Regions from separate parts of the Sus scrofa genome. Here region 2 is linked to region 1. Evidence: chromatin contacts called from public HiChIP or PLAC-seq data. All regions are on one chromosome and are shown on one strand. The core of a region is the stretch at or near the end of the contact, and the rest is flanking DNA. Distances in the headings are between cores, read along the strand shown.

The links. HiChIP or PLAC-seq counts read pairs in DNA pulled down with a chosen protein or histone mark.
Region 2: a contact with region 1 is called in an H3K27ac HiChIP or PLAC-seq map of alveolar macrophages. The contact joins two enhancer-like sites. A contact is called at or near these places in 1 of 47 Hi-C or Micro-C datasets (fibroblasts) and 1 of 2 datasets of contacts at active chromatin or transcription factors (alveolar macrophages).

Annotation. Positions count from the first base shown.
Region 1 is chr18:19,104,878-19,110,740 of Sscrofa11.1, forward strand. All of the region lies in intron 1 of NRF1 (nuclear respiratory factor 1), which reads right to left. Among named protein-coding and RNA genes, the nearest start is that of NRF1, 35 kb to the right of the region's middle. Within about 2 kb of position 2,559, at least 4 of the 83 cell types and tissues checked have an H3K27ac peak or open chromatin away from gene starts, as enhancers often do. A contact at or near this core is called in alveolar macrophages, where this site is marked.
Region 2 is chr18:19,334,557-19,340,419 of Sscrofa11.1, forward strand. The region is part of intron 1 of AHCYL2 (adenosylhomocysteinase 3); the gene reads right to left. Among named protein-coding and RNA genes, the nearest start is that of STRIP2, 82 kb to the left of the region's middle. Within about 2 kb of position 2,750, at least 7 of the 83 cell types and tissues checked have an H3K27ac peak or open chromatin away from gene starts, as enhancers often do. A contact at or near this core is called in alveolar macrophages, where this site is marked.

The DNA.
Region 1 (5,863 bases), core at 1,309-3,808:
TCCTTAATAGTGTAAAAGTAAAGTACGGCTCCCAAAAGCTAAAATACAGAAAGAGGGTATGTAGTGCAAAGAACTTACAGCCATTCTATAAATGACAAGTTGAGACTCTATTAAAAGTTGGTGCAGGAGTTCCCGTCGTGGCGCAGTGGTTAACGAATCCGACTAGGAACCATGAGGTTGCGGGTTCGATACCTGGCCTTGCTCAGGGGGTTAACGATCTGGCGTTGCCGTGAGCTGTGGTGTAGGTTGCAGACACGGCTCGGATCCCGCGTTGCTGTGGCTCTGGCGTAGGCTGGCAGCTACAGCTCCGATTAGACCCCTAGCCTGGGAACCTCCATATGCTGCGAGAGCGGCCCAAGAAAATGGCAAAAAGACAAAAAAAAAAAAAAAAAGTTGGTGCAAGTTCTCACTGTGGCTCAGAGGGCTAAGAATCCAACCGCCGTGGCCTGGGTCACTGTAGAGGACTGGGTTGGAGTCCCAGCCCAGCCCAGCCCAGCCCAGCCCAGCGGGTTGGTTAAAGGATCTGGCGCTGCCTGCAGCTGTGGCATAACTCGCAGCTGCAGCTCAGATTCAATCCTTGGCCCGGGAACTTCCATATGCTGTGGGTGTGGCCATTAAAAAAAGAAAGAAAAGAAAGTTGGTGGATCAAAAAATAAATGTTTATCATTTAAAATTATAAAGATGATTAATAAAAGACTTTCAAAAATAATATAAATATCAAATGAGAGAATGGAGAGGATAGGAAAAGTGACTTAAATGCTTATTTTTTCATATTAAAAAAGTCCAGATATTGTCTAAAGTTGATAATTCAAGAAACAGAGGTTTGCACATATTAAGCCTCATGGAAGTAATTCCTAGAGAAGCTAAAAACAGAAATAGTGAAATAGTTTTTAAAGGCTATCTCTGGACAGTAGGGCTGGAGACTAATTTTTTTTTTCCATTGTAAACTCTTTGTTTTTGTTAGGAAACACAGAGAATATCCTGATGAAATTGGCTAAAAAAACCTGTAACTATTCCCTTTGGATCCCCTAACTATACCTTCTTATTGTGATAACCAGTCAGACCCAGCTGCTGACAGAGCTTTTCTTTAACCAGAGGCAAACTTAAAATGCCCCAGACCTTGGGGACTAACTAGTCTAATTTTCTCATTTTACAGATTAAGTTGAGACCCAGAAAGGCTGAGTTACCCAAAGTCACAGCTCTAGTTGGTGGCAAAATCAAAAGTCGACCCCACATCTCCAATCCAATGCTCCATCCACTCCATCAGTCCCAGAGCACAGTCTCTAACCATTATCGGCTTGGGCGTGTTAACTTTTATCGCACACTATCATGTGTACATCTTCAACCCAAGATTTGGGTTTTACTGAGGGTTCAGTGAATTTGTACTATAAAATCGTCATTTTGAAATGAAGTGATCTTTTTCAAAATGCGCTCGCAGTCACCTGTCCCAGTCCCTCTAACATGCCTTCTATTGCCTCCACCCTTCAAGCTCTGCCATCACTGTCTTATAGCAGCCCACTGGCCTCGCTCAGTGGCTTAAGGATCCGGTGTTGTCACAGTTGCAGCGTACGTCACAGGTGTGGCTTGGATCCTGTGTGGCTGTAGCTGTGGCATAGGCCAGCAGCGGTAGATCCAATTCCACCCCTAGCCTGGGAACTTCCATATGCCAAAGAAAAGTAGAGGACAAGGGACTAACTCTTTGAGGAAAATGGAGAACTGTGCACACATTTTATGTAATTGTTTAAAATATCTTAATTGAGAGTCCCTATTATGTATATAAATTATTATTTGTATAGATTACTTACATAAATTTAGAAATGATTAAAAAAACATGTAAAAATGGGGGCCAGATCAATCACTGGAAATCACGTATATGCAGAAGAATCAAGACCTAATAACCAAAACCCTAGTACTGACTATATTTTCCAAAAACTATGCATAATTTATGGACTGTGTATTGTCTCACTAAATTTAAAATATATAATACTGAACATTTAAAAGCATGCTTTCTCATACATGGAGCTGTGCCTAAGGAGATAAGTGAGGCAAGAGCAACACTGATGAATATTGAAAAACAGGTTGAGCAGTAAGCTTAGCACTCATTGCTTTGTGCTTTACTTCCTGCATTTTACTCCCTCTGATCCACTGTGAAATGAAGGCCAAGGAACACATACATGTGTGTTGGGTGGTGGCAGTGTTAACTGAGGCTTTTTTAAAAGTCAATCATATATGAAAGCACTTTTATAACTGCAACATGATACAGAAACATATGGCAATATTTTATTTTATGGTGAAGCAAGAAAGCAAAGCAGAAGAGGAAATAATTACTGTATCGTCCATGCAAGCGCTTATCCGGCATATGAGTTCCAGGATCATGGGTAGGACCATAAGCAGATCCAAATCTCCTCAGAGGAAAACCATATAAACCAGAGCAGCCCCTCATACCTATTTTGTTTGGGTATGCTTGGTTTTTGTTTGGCTTTTAAATGTGAATGACTCGCCAACATTTTAAAATAGGGAAGTAACACCAGTAAGCAGTACCGCATTAAAAACTTGGGCTGGTGAGTCAGTTTTGTCATTTACTAGTCTGGTGACTCTAAAGCTCTCCACATGTTTCCTTATTTATAAACTGATAAAACTGGTAATAATGTATTAATACCTTCCTGGTAGTGTTGATATGAAGATTAAATGAAATGATATAATTAAGTAAAGGACTCAGCAGAGTGTCCCTCCCCAAATAAATGCTGTTACTTCAGACTGGCAACAAGTGACTGGCTAGAGGGAGCAGGACATGCTCTTATCAAAGTTCTCTTCAAGATGCCCATTCCTGGGCTCCCTTGATCATTTCCAATGCCTGTTTAGTCTCGCACCAGAGACTGAAAACTCAATAGCAACAAAGACTGCAATGCAATGTATAACTGCTAAGGAAGAAAATCAAAGGAAGAACGGGGCTCAAAGGAGAGAGTAGTTAATCCAATCAATCAAATATTGTCTGAGGACCAGATCCTAGGCAAGAGACTCAGGGATAAGAAGGCAGAGTCCCTAACCTCAAGGAACATACATTCTGGAAAAGGGAGCCATAACAATAAAGACAGAAAGGAGGAAACGAATCTGACTAGGAACCATAAGGTGGCGGGTTTGATCCCTGGCCTCGCTCAGTGGGTGAAGGATCCGGCATTGCTGTGGCTGTGGTGTAGGCCAGCAGCTATAGCTCCATTTGGACCCCTAGCCTGGGAATCTCCATATGCCGCGGGTGCGGCCCTGAAAAAGCCAAAAAAAAAAAAAGAATAGGCAAGAATTTCAAGAAGTGGCATGTGCTATGCAGGGGATAAAATAAGGCAATATGATAAGAAAATGGCGGTGGGGCGGGGAACAGTGGTCTCTGATGGGGCACATTGGATATGCAACCTGAATGGGTGAGAAAAAGGCAGCCACAGGAAGAGCCTGGTGAAAAGGGAAAGGGTAGAGGGAGACAGGATGGAAAAAAAACCACGAAAGGCCTTTGTAGACCTTGGAAAGGAGTTTGTTTTTAATTTTTATTTTCTGTCTTTTTAGGGCAGCACCCACAGCACATGAAGGTTCCCAGGCTAGGGGCTGAATGGGAGCTGTAGCCACTGGCCTATACCACAGCCACAGCAACACCATATCTGAGCTGTGTCTTCGACCTACACCACAGCTCATGGCAATGATGGATCCTGAACCCACTGAGTGAGGCTAGGGATCAAACCTGCATCCTCATGGATGCTAGTCAGATCCGTTTCAAGCCACGATGGGAATTCCCTGGAAAGACGCCTAGACTGTATTCTGATCAGGAAAGATTTTATGGAGTAGCTAGCTATTTGAGAGGTGTTGCTGGGGGCTAGGAAGGGGAGTGGGGTAGAAGTACTGGGAGCAGAGGAAACAATGTGGCATATGGAGCATGACCAAGCATGCCAGTACACCAGAGGTTCAGCTACCTGGAGCCACATGATGGGGGCCTTATGTGTTGTGCAAAGTAATCTGTACAGCATCTTATAGTTCAGTGGTACTCAATATTATGAAGATCCCTTTATAACAAGGGAAGGAAGGGAGGAGGGAGGGAGGGAAGAGAGAGCAGGGGGTGGAATCTCTACTACATGATAATTTTATTTATTTAGAAAAAACAGATAATGAAAAGAGTATACTATAGATTAGTTTATTTGAAAACTCAAATGTAAGCAATACTTTAAAGAGATAGTATCATCTATACGGTCTACAAATAACTGCAGGTCACAAAGGCCCACTACAGTAACTCCTTAAAGGCCATTCTTAAAGCTCTAGGCTACAGGATGCAGCACTGCTAAAGAGGATAAGCAGCATCCTGCAAACATTCCTCCCCGCTGTGTGAAGAATCATTTGGGAAGGACTAGGCTAGAGGCAGTCAAATCACTGATGGAACTAATTCAATGGTCCATAAGGGAACACTAATGGGGGCCTGAATTAAGACAATGGGGATAGCTGGGTCACTTTGCTGTACAGCAGAAATGGACAGAACACTGTAAATAAACTATACTTTAATAAGAAAACTTTTTTTAAAGACAATGAGGATGGAAAGAAAGTGTGAAATATCTAGGGGATGAAAATGGAAAGGATTTAGTGAACAACGGGATGGGAACAGTGAAGTTCAGGATGATGACAACGTTCTAGGCCTGGGTTGAGAACTGGCTCATTAACAAGACAAGGAACAACAAAAAAAAAAAAGCGGGTCTGCAGAGGAAGACAGTACATTACAATATTTATACAAATAGATACTCAGATCTGGAACTGTGATACAGGGACAAGTGTGATGCAGGTGTAAGTTGGGACTCATGAACAAGGAGGTGGTAGTGAAAGTACAGAGCATGAATAAAATTGACCAGGAATTATATGTAAAGTGGGATGATAAAAGAAGCAAGGAATCTTGGGAATATTCAAAGGGGCATATAAAGGAAGGGAAAAAAAATAACGTGTGAAGACAAATGAGAAGTTAGAAGGAAAAATGAGAATCAGGAGACAGTAGTGTCATAGAAGGCACAGGAAGAGAAGTTAACAATATCAAATGCAGTGGAAGAAAGGCTGAGATAATGACTGGCCAAGAGATTCAATTTCTTCATTCATGCAACATATACATAAAAATTATCCATGTGTATCAAGCATTGATGAAGGCACAGAGGAGAGAGCTGTGAACAAAAACAAGTCCTCGCCTTGTTAGGCTTTACATCCTACTGGAAGAAGGTCAACTAAACAAATATACACATAATATTTTAGGGAGGGGAATATGAGGGCAGGGGAGGGTATTGGTCAAGAAATGCCTTTCTGACAAGAGCTCTGAGCTCAGATCTGCAGGAAGTGAGGGAGGCAGCATGAAATGCTTGGGGGAAGAGTATCCAAAACAGCAAGAACAGCAAACACAAAGATGCTGAGACAGGGGCATGCCTGGTGTGATCAAGGAACAGCAAAATGGCCCATGTACCTGAAGCACCCTAAATCAGGGGAGGAGAAGCAGATGAGGTTGGAGAGGTTAGCAGAGTCAGCTTTGTGGGACCTTGAGGGCGACATAAATAAGAGCTTTGGATTTTACTCTGAATAAGATGGGAAGTCTTCGGAAGGTTTTGAGCAGGGGTTATAAATGTAAACTGATTTTCTGTACATTGTTCAAAAGATCACTTGGGCTGCTATGTGAGAGTAGACAGAAGGGAGAGAAAAGTGGAAGCAGGAAGACCAATTACAAGGCTACTGAAAGATAAGCATGTGAGCATAGCTTGGACCAGGATAGCAGCAACAGAGGTGATGAAAAGTAGTTACATTTTGCATGTTTTGAGGATAGAGCTATCAGGATCTCCTGACAGTTGGGATGCAGGGTAGA
Region 2 (5,863 bases), core at 1,500-3,999, 230 kb after region 1:
ATATTTAAAAATGATTGCCCCATCTTTCCTTTCCGCCCACCCTTCAAACAAGTTTCTTCTCACTCTTCTATCACTGTTCACTGTTCCTTCAGTCACCCAGATATAAAACCTCAGTCATGTTCGATTTCTCCCTTTTCCCCAGTGCCCAGAACAATTGGTTACTAATGGTTTTTGAGCCCTCCTACCAAGCCTCTCATCTCTTCCTCCCTGTCCATTTTTATTGCCTCCTAAAAACCCTCTGTAAATCACTTCCAGGAGGATCTCCCACTGCTTATTATCCCTATATACCCTGTATCCCCAGGTAAGCTGTATTACCTGCCATCTCCTAAAGGTAGACTGTACAAGAGAGAAGCTAAGAGCACTGGTCTTGGAGTTAAACAGACCTCGGTTCAAATGCTGGCTGACATGTAACTAACCTTTCTAAACCTCCAGTTTTCTTTTCTTTTCGGCTGCACCCATGGCATGTAGAAGTTCCCTGGCCAGAGATCAGACCCACGTGACAGCATGCCACCAGGGAACTCCCCAAACTCCAGTTTTCTAATCCATACAATGGAAATAATAATAGTCCTCTCACAGGATTGATGCAAGGATTTTTTGAAGTGCACATGGGAGTTCCTGCTGTGATGCAGTGGGTTAAGAATCTAACTGCAGGTGCTCAGGTCGCTGCGGAGGCATAGCTTTGATCCCCAGCTCCGTGCAGTGTGTTACAGGATCTGGCATTGCTATAGCTGTGGTGTAGGTTGCAGCTGTGGCTTGGATTCAATCCAAGGTGCAGGAAGTTCCATACACCATGTGTGTGGCAATAAAAATAATAGCAATAAAGTGTAGATACTTAATAAATGGTCGCTCTTACTCATGTCATTGTTATGCTGTCTCCTTTGCCACCTTGATGCCTTTGCTCATGCATTTTCTCAAACTGAAACGCATTCATTCTGCCACAGAATCTAACCTAAAAAAAAGTTATCTCTTTTCTCTAATACTGTTACTTTGTCACAACACTATTTTCACCTTTCCTCATATTTCAGTTGTGTGTGTGTGTGTGTGTGTGTGTGTGTGTGTGTGTGTGTTATCCCTCATTAGATCCCAGGCTCTTCAGGGCTTAGCTTTGATTTGCCTCGAGTGTCTGGCATTCGGTGTGGGCTTAAGACACTGTCCAATCTTGTATGCTGTACATATACCTTATAATACTCTGGGGCAACTTGCAGAGCCAATGTGTTCTACATATTTATGTCCATTTTATAGGATTTGGAACATTATGATATCTACCAAGGCTTCGTTATACTACCGACCAAAGCAACGACTTATTTGTGGTGAGTCCTTAATAGGTTTTTAGTCTTTAATTATAATATTATCACTGCAAGAATATACAATCTGCTTTCCACTGCTTGATCTGCATCAATTATAATCCATTATGATCTGTATCATAAGGAAGCTTTTCAGAACAAATCAAGGCCAAAAGACGTTTTCTGCTGTACATCAGAAATTAACACAACACTGTAAATCAACTATACTTTTTCAATAAAAAATAAATAAATGGAAGATGACTGGCCTCATGGTAGTGCTAAAACATAGACTTTTGGTTGGGAATAAAAGAATAAGCATAAGTAAAAGATATAACTTTAGCAGGCTAAATTAAATGTCATTTTAGCTGTAACTTTTTTTGTTTTTGTTGTCAGTGTATGTTTTAACTAAAATAGACTTCCTTTGAAAACTATATCTGTAATGACTCTGAAACAAAAATAAAACAGTAGCTATTACATTCAAGAACTGAAGGTCTATTAACTGAGTGGGACTGCATAAGGCACAGGGTATTGGTGTAAATACTAGTTATAAAGTTGTTTTCAATCTGATTTAATTTTACCCTACTGTGCCTTAGAAGATATACCTATAGCAAGGGCAAGAGTGAGGCCCCTGCGCACCATTATCTATAATAACTACACTTAGCATTTAGGATCTTGCAATTTGAAAAGGTTACAGAAACTGCACCTGCTCCTGCAGCCTTCAAGCTTTACAAAAATTGACCCAGTGTGTGAACAGCTCCAAAGAATCTCATTTCATTGCAAGAACATCAACTTGAAGCTCTATGTGCCAATAGTGTTCCTTCCAATGGTGACTTTTTTGGGGGGTAGGGCGGGGCTTGACATGCAGCAGCTTACTGTGGGATCTCAGTTCCCAGACCAGGGATTGAACCTAGGCTGCAGTGGTGAAAGCACTGAATCCTAACCACTAGACCACCAGGAAACTCCCCCCTACCAGTAATGATTTGATACAAGCACCATCATTAAGTAAGTGAGGGCAAGCCAGAGTGACCACCTGCTTGGGGCTGGAGGGTAAAGGACAGGAAGTTAATATCTCCAGGGCCAAAGTTAAAAAGAACCAGGCAAATAACGGAGGAAAAAAAGAAAGAAAGAAAGAAAGAAAGAAAGAAAGAAAGAAAGAACGAACCAGGCAGTGGTAAAGAAGTAACTACAATGGCAGAAGAGTTTTAAATAGGAGGTGATAAGTCTGGAGCCTAGCAAGTCATAAGGCACAGGGCAAGGAAGACAAGATTGTGACTGGTCCTCTATTCCTGACTTGTCACTAATGGTTTTATTAGATTTTGGCAAGTCACCTAATTACTCTCCTCTTCAGTTTCCTTATTACAAAATAAGTGGGAAGTGGGTAAGAGGGCACTGTGGAAGGTTAGAGCTGGTTCCTTCCAGTTCTGATATTTCAGTATTTCTCATCCACCCGGTTTCTCTGAGGCCATAAGAAAAAGCAGTAACTACTCCTTAGTCATCTAAGTGACTTAGCTTATTGCAGAGGCTAAGGTTCTTACCACCGAGTTCAAAGTTCCAGCTGGTCAATTATAAGGCTGGCTGAAATCTGCTAGGCTTTAAATCTCCCTCGCCCCTTCAAACTTGAAATGCCCACATTACCAGAGCAACTGGAGTTGTTCAATCCTCTGACCCCACAACTTAAATATTAGGCTTCCTACTTCTTGGTTCCTCAGTAATCTTAAGACTCATATCCCACAGGTATTTTAGGCTCCACATGGAGACATATCAGTACTGGGAAAGACCACAGGCTTTAGAGTTATATAAGCTTGGGTATTTTTGTTTGTTTGTTTGTTTGTCCTTTTAGGGCCGCACCTGTGGCATATGGAGGTTCCCAGGCTAGGGATCTAATCGAGCTATAGCTGCCTGCCTATGCCAGAGCCACAGCAACGCCAAATCCGAGCTAAGTCTGCCACCTACATCACAGCTCACGGCAATGCCGGATCCTTAACCCACTGAGCAAGGCCAGGGATCAAACCTGAAACCTCATGGTTCCTAGTCGGATTTGTTTCTGCTGAGCCACGCACAACAGGAACTCCTAGGTTTAAAGACTGGCTCCATTACTTACTAGCTGTGTATCTTTAGGTAAGCTATATAACTTTTTGAGCCTTTGCTTTCTCATCCGTAAAAGAGAATAAAACCCTCCTCATACTGAAGTTATAAAGAGTAAAGAATACATAGAAATACATAAGAGCACTTAGCATTGTGCCAACTATTTTGTTCAACACTAGACATAGAAGAGTAGTACCAGATGGATTTGAATCTTCAGTCATCACTTACCAACTGTGTAACTTCAGGCAAATTACTTATCCTCCTTAGTTTTCTTATCTGGAAAATGGCACATTAAGAATATCTACCTTATATGGAGTTCCCGTCACGGCTCAGTGGTTAACGAATCCGACTAGAAACCATGAGGTTGCGGGTTCGATCCCTGGTCTCGCTCAGCAGGTTAAGGATCTGGCATTGCCGTGAGCTGTGGTGTAGGTCGCAGATGCGCCTCGGATCTGGCATTGCTGTGGCTCTGGTGCAGGCTGGAAGCTACAGCTCTGATTAGACCCCTAGCCTGGGAACCTCTGTATGCTGCGGGAGCAGCCCTAGAAAAGACAAAAAGACAAAAAAAAAAAAAAAGAATATCTACCTTATAGAATTGCTGAGAGGATCAAATAAATTAACATATATAAAGTACTTAGAATGGTGCCTGGAATTTGTCATGATATTTATAATGATATTTATAATTTACTATTCTTATTAATCACAACACATTTAAATTCATCTTCTCTTCTTAGATATGGTGAATACATTCAATGGAACCACAATTCTTTTCCTTTTTTTTTTGGCTTTTTAGGACCACACCCATGGCATATGGAAGTTCCCAGGCTAGGGGTCGAATTGGAGTTACAGCTGCCGGCCTACACCACAGCCACAGCAATGCAATATCCAAGCTGTGGCTGTGACCTACACCACAGCTCATGGCAACATCAGATCCCCAACTCTCTGAGTGAGGCCAGGGATCGAACCTGCATTCTCATCAATACTAGTCAAATTCGTTTCCGCTGCACCACAATGGGAACTCCCGAACCACAAATATTTATTGAGTGCCTATCATGTGCCAGGCAGCAAAGAAAGACAGTCCCTGCCCTGGTGGTGCAGGAGAGAGAGAGAGGCAATTAGATAAGTAATTACCCAAAAAGTGTGCAAAATGATAAGGTAAACACAAGCTGCTACGGGAGTACATGGCAAGAGTACCAATCATGTGTACTGGGAGTGTCACATCCAAGAAAGGTAACGGATGAGCCGGGGGTACCTGGTGTGCATTGGGTGGGGAGGGGAATGAGAAGAGTGCTCCAGATAGAAAGAACATGTTCTCCACATCATCTCTTGCAATCTGTCCTAGCATCTTCATACCTACTGCTTAAAGCTTGACCGTCATCCTAGCCATCAGTGCTTCTTAAACTTGAATATGCCTACAAATTATCTGGAGATCTTGTTAAAATGCTGATTCTAATTTAGCAAGTCTGGAATACATCCCAAGAGTCTACCTTTTTTTTTTTCTTGGCCACGCCGCAAGCATGCAAAACTCCCCGGCCAGGGATCAACCCCACACCACAGCAGTAACCCATGCCACTGCAGTGACAATGCCAGATCCTTAACCCACTGAGGCACAAGGGAACTTCTGAAGATTCTTTATCTTTAACAGCTCTCAGATGATGCCAATACTGCTGAGACTACACTTTAACGGGGCCTAGATAACTCCATCCCTGTGATAGTCTGTATCGATTCATTAAATTAACATATTTATAAGTGGTTATCATCAGCACAGTTATTTAAAAATATGATTACATCACTCCTGGTTCATAATGCCTCAAAAGCTCTCCACTGTCTTCAAATTCATACTCCTTAGCACGACACACAAGACCCTTTATGACTTAACCTCTGCATACTTTCTGAGCCTCAGCCCTCAGCTCTCTGAATTCCCCCACATTCCCACTTAAACACACACACACACACACACACACACACACACACACACACATACCTTACACACATACATCTTCCGAAATGTAGCTTAGCTCTAACTTCCTTCAGTACATATTTCCAGCTCCTGGTCTAGGTTAAGAATCAACTCTCTAAGTTACTGAGTAATCGCCCAGACTGATCTCTATTACAGCACATATCAGTACTAATACTATAACTGAACATTTGTTTCCACACTAGGACTGCAATAAATTCGAGGGCAGATATGATATGTCTCATTCCTGTATTCCAAGCACATAGCAAACAACCAATGAATGTGTGAATGAAAAGAAAAAAAAAAGACTTAATCTAGGAACAGCTAACTCAGTTAAACCCCACCTGAAGGGTAAAAGGAAGGAAAAGGTTACATTTAGAATGGATAAGCAATGAGGTCTTAATGTATAGCACAGGGAACTGTACCCAATCTCCTGGGATAGAACATGATGCAAGATAATATGATAAAAAGAATATATATACACACACACATATACACACACGTATATATATGTATATACACACGACTGGGTCACTTT